Regions from separate parts of the Gossypium hirsutum genome. Here region 1 is linked to region 2. Evidence: chromatin contacts called from public Hi-C data. All regions are on one chromosome and are shown on one strand. Each heading gives the region's core, a stretch centred on a gene start, on an enhancer-like site or on the middle of the called end of the contact. The rest is flanking DNA. Distances are from core to core; before and after follow the strand shown. Region 1 holds the start of LOC107945408. Region 2 holds the start of LOC107945300 (50S ribosomal protein L25).

Region 1 (2,700 bases), core at 139-2,638, 410 kb before region 2:
ATATCAAAATAACAAAAATAAGCTGTGAAATTTAAGAGAAAAAAAAATAGGCTGGTCTGGCTGGTTGGTGATGGCGAAACTGAGAGTTGGCCTTAATGGGGGAACAAATATTTGGGCCTCCTTTTATTTGCTGGTTTTATTTTAGTATACTACGATTTAGCCCATTTTGGACTATCGAGTTAATAATATAAAACTTTCTAAGTGAACTTGGGAAAGATATTTAAGATGTTAATGACGGGAAGTGGGGTGGGCAATTTTTGGGTCATGTTACACATATCATATTTGTATTAATTGTTTTAGTTAATATATATGAAGTTACCTGAAATTTGCAATTTGTACTCTTTTTAACTTTAATTGGTATCTAACCTTAAAATTGCGATTTCAATTTGGTACTTTTTTTTTAAGGTATCTAACATTATTAATACAAGCGGACATGGCAACATGCCAATCTCACATTGACAGATGACAAAATTTTAAAAAAAAATTAAAATTAAGTACCTAAACTTGACTTAAAAGGAACAAATTGGCACTTACGAGGTTTTTTATCGAATAGGTACCTAAACTTGACTTGATATCTAAACTTTTTTTATCCAATTAGGTACCTGAACTTGGCTTTTTTATTCCAATTAGTACCTAAACTTAGCTTCATGGTTCAAATAAGTCATTCACAAAAAGTATTAATTTGGACCAAAAAGCCAAGTACCAATTTGAACCAAGAAGCCAAGTTCAAGTACTTAATTGCACCAAAATATACTTTACGTACCAAACTGAACTTTAGGGTCAAGTTCAAGTACCTAATTGAAGTAAAAAACATTAAGCAACAATATGAACTTTAAAACCAAATTCAAGTACCAAAAAATATATTTACCCAATTTTGACATATTTAATAATATTTTCACGTCTATATTCAAATTGATGACACCAAAAAAAAAATTCGAAACACAGACATGCATATAGCTCAGCCATCAGCTAGTCTTATCCAGGAACAGGTAACTCCATGGGTCACCATCAGCAGTGGCTATCAATGCCTAATCTTTGGCATGAATAAGGCCTAACTGCTATAAAACAACAAAACTATCAGTATGTAGCTTACACAGAGTTATAGTTGATCGGTTTAGATCAACTATCCGTCAAGCAAATCTTCACATATTTAATCTACACTGTAAAACTAAAATATCAACAGAAAAAAATTTGTGGCCATAAAAAGTGCGCAAAATATATGCAAAGAATTGCATTGTTCAACCATATTACCATTTCATAGAATGAAAAGTGCAGAAGATGTTCGTTTCCTATTTATCTTTGCATGATTTCCATGCTGAGAAGGTAACTTCCAGCTGTTGCTTGTGCATTGTAGCATCCTAATGAAAATTGAGTCAAAAGAAATTTTGCGTCCATTTACACGCCTTCACTGCAGAAAGTGATCAGTATTATAACTGCCTGTCAACATTCATCAAATCTGGAGATTGGATCAAATTCCTTTATCTATTGCAAAAGCCAGGATTTGAGTTGGGATGGTGGCTGTATTTGTCAGTTGAACTGCTGGTTTTGAGAAGCAGGTATTGTCCATGGATCTACATAAGGTCTAAAGGGCAATGACCTTACCATTGTTGAAGTAGATCCGATATTATAGCTGGAAAACCCATGAGGTGCACTCTGGTGGTTAAAGTTTCGTTGAGGTTGATATGGATTTAGGATAGTACCGGCATATGAATGATGAAAGGCACCTGTATCTTTAGCAAAATGAACGGGCTTTTCATAACTATAAGAGGTATTAGAGACTCTTAACCTTGAGTTTTGCTTCTTTTTCACTTTTCCAACTGGAGAAGACACTTGGTAATTGTTACCCATACTTGGACACCTTGGAATAGGGGTTTTTCTTCGTGGGTTATTAATCTTTCCCCTGTCCGGTTCAGTAGTTTTTCTTTTTTTCGATGGTCTTGATTGATGTGAATGCTTTTGGCATTTTGTACCTAGTTATAAAAGAAGAAACATGTGATGTAAAATTCCAGTAGCCCAATAGTCAAGAGAAATGGAATTCACAGAAACATAGTTTACTTTCACCATCTCGCTCTCCAACATACCAACATCAGTAGACCACTTCCTCGTTCTTTTCATTGCTTTTACCAGTCTTGCTGCGTTGCCTCGTTTGTGCTTCTCGGCAAGTACATGTTTTCTTTCGGCCTCATCACTCCAATGCTGATGTAGACCAAAAGAAGAAAAGCATAAATAAACCAAGCCCATCATGGCTAAAAATGTCAATTTCCAGCCAGATACTTGCCTGTCTGTAAGTTTTCAATTTATAAAGGTTTCGACCCTTTACAAGCAAAGGAAATAATGAAGGCAATTTTTTACTCCCCTTGCTCCATAATACTTCAACCTATACATCAAAAACACGGAACTGGTGGATACTATCATCAAGTGCACAAACAACTCATTGGGGAAAAAAAAATTACAGAAAACGCATGAAAGGAACAATTTGTCACCTATTGCAAACTATCACTCAGATTGGCAAAATCAACCGTTTTGAACATATCTTTGTTTTAGAAACCAAATATGTGCAACATTTACAGGACTTCTACCTACCTAACATAAGATAGTGCATTGGAATTACCGTAAATGTGTGTTGTTGTTTGGCTTTGCCATAGCTTTCCTTCACAACCCTTCCTGCAATAGTTCTCTTCCCCAGAAGTTTTCCACGCC
Region 2 (2,700 bases), core at 169-2,668:
GTATAATTTTAACAAAATCCCATGACATAAAACTAAATAATGAATTGTAGCATCTAATCTTATTATCCATAACAGATCATTATAAAATGTGATTTATAAACCCCGGAAGGTCCAATATCATATTAATATATGAGATAATGTTGCATTTAGTACTTGTACTTTAATAAAATATTCAATGTAGTACATGTACTTTGAAAATGTCCAATGTGGTATCTGAACCATCAGTATGTGTTTTCTTATGGTACCTGTGCTTTCATAAAATATCCAATGTGATACCTATACTTTGAAAATGTCCAATATGGTACCTGAACTATCAATATGTGTTTTATTATGATACCTAGTATTATCAACATTAGTGAATTGCTAAACCAAGTATAATCACAAGACATAAGTCTCTAATTACTTCCTTTACCCAACAATTTCAGATAGTTAGCATATATAACATTTTTCATCTAAAAGAAGCAATGAACAAGCAAGTTGCCTATCATATAGTAAAATCTAAATCTTGCACAAAATTAACATCAATAAGAAGATCAAATGGGGACAATTGCACTAAATTGCATACCTTTCTTAAGACCAGGGCAATCCTCTAATCCTTTGAAAACTACAGGCACATCAACCTTCAACTCAGTCCCTTCATCCGCCCAAACAAACACCAAATTCAATATTTTACCACTCTCTTCGTCCCTATGAATCTATAAAAGCAACCCAAAATAGAAAATTTGAACTTGGGTAACAATAAAAGCTACTAATAAACAAAAAAAGAAAGAGCGGGGAAAAGTAAAAAACTTGCCTTGATGGGTAAAACCGTCCCGGATTCAAGTAAGACAGAAGAGCCAGATCCGGCCCGGATCTGAAGCTGGAACCTAGTGGAACAAAAGAAAGGGAGTTGAACGGACTTGATAATGGATCGAATCTGCTTTCTTTCGGTAGTAAGAATTTGTTTCCTGGACGGGGAACGGTTGCTTGGGTTTTTCTCAAGCAAGCCTTGAGAGAAAACCACAGCAGGGATTCTACCTTGGGCTCTATCACGGCTCGAGATACGGCTGCCAGTGCATTCTCGTGGGATAGCTTGGATGGTGTGGTAATGGTGTGTATTCGCCGGTGATGTTTGGACCACCGTTTTCAGGCCGCGCCACAACCTGAGCATTTGGTCGGAAACTGTAACGGACTTCACCATATTTTGTGCTGTTGAGTGCTGTGAGTGAAATGAGGGTTTTGAGCATGGTTAGGTATTAGGGTTTTAATAATCTGGGCCAAATTCGGGGTAAGTTTTTAGTCTAATATACCTTAAATCTGACGATGAAAAGATCTATAAAGCCCAAATGCTGGTTTTGGAAGAACAAGGCCTCAGCAATGAGATTCACACAGCAGGGGTGATATTAAAATTAGTGGTAAAATATACATTTGATTCAATCGCAAAAATAATAGTGAGGTGAAAGTATAAAATGATAAAGGAGGATATTATATTTAATTATATATATTATTATTTAACTCTTTAATTGAGAAAGTGTCATGAGTTAAATCAACACCAATCCGATTAGAAAAATTACGGAAATATTTTTTCATAATTATATTAAATTATATTATTTTAGGGTACTTTAATATTTTTATTTTAACGAAACCCAATAAAAATAAAAATGTGTATGATAGATTTTGAATCCATACCAATTGAATTAATAAAATCTAAAATTTATCCTTCAATAAAAACTTCATTTTAATAATATTTATACAATTTTATTTTAATATGAACAATTTATCACCCCCATCAGTTGTATATTTATACTTACCATATATAAAAGATTTTGATTGAGTTGGTATCACTTATAACTCAACTCAGTTATTAAATTACCAAGATAACCTTATTTTAAAAAAGCAATAAATATTAATTTAATGGTATTTCTCTCTCTTTTTTTTAATCTAGAAAATATTCGTACTTAAAATTGGATTTGAACCCAAAACACCAAACATACCCTCTTTCAACTTTGCAATTTCAACTAAAGTAACATTTGGTACATATTGCATATGTGTTATTATTTTTATTTTCAAATATTGCATTTCATTATTTATTGTATGTTATTTATAATTGTACCAATGTGTTCTAAATACCTGGTTTCCACATACATACGTGTGAGATAAAATTTCTAGTATATGTAAAATAATTAATTATATTTCATATTAAATTTATATATACCTTAAATAATAATTTTATGGAATAATGCCACATTTGATACTTGTACTTTCATAAAATGTCCAATGTGGTACCTAATCCCTCAATATGGGTCTTATTATGGTACTTAGTGTTAACACAATTATTAAATTATTAAACCAACCAATAAAAATTTGACACGTAGAATTTTTTTTCTCCTAACTATCTCGTCTAACATTATGTAAAAAACTAAATAAAATAAAAAACTAATTTAATTTAGAAAAAACTAAACATATGGTTAAATTTACAAAAATGGAGAATAACTAAATAAAACAAAAAAGTAATTTAAAAAAATAACAAAACATATGGTTAATGGAAAAGAAGCAAATACTAAACATATGGTTAAATTTACTTAAATGGAAAGATAAGTTTAGTATTTACTTCTTTTTTATTAACCATATGTTTAACTATTTGTTTTTAAATTAATTTTTTTTGTTTTATTTATTTTTTCACATAATGTTATTGATACATGCATGGAAAGGGTAAAATTT

Evidence for each region. A called contact is a pair of places that touch in the nucleus more often than the background predicts.
Region 1: a contact with region 2 is called in a Hi-C map of leaf, with 2.5 times the contacts expected there. The contact joins the promoter of LOC107945408 here to the promoter of LOC107945300 in region 2. A contact is called at or near these places in 3 of 34 Hi-C or Micro-C datasets (hypocotyl, leaf and petal).

Annotation. Positions count from the first base shown.
Region 1 is chrD12:14,193,075-14,195,774 of Gossypium_hirsutum_v2.1, reverse strand. LOC107945408 reads right to left here and starts at 1,388. Exons shown (of 25, transcript XM_041108505.1): 1 at 1,252-1,388. LOC107945409 (zinc finger CCCH domain-containing protein 62) reads right to left here. Exons shown (of 9, transcript XM_016879415.2): 6 at 2,612-2,700; 7 at 2,279-2,377; 8 at 2,082-2,196; 9 at 934-1,970. The coding sequence ends at 1,528.
Region 2 is chrD12:13,782,588-13,785,287 of Gossypium_hirsutum_v2.1, reverse strand. It overlaps LOC107945300 (50S ribosomal protein L25), which reads right to left and starts at 1,418. Exons shown (of 3, transcript XM_016879258.2): 1 at 794-1,418; 2 at 566-695. The coding sequence starts at 1,180.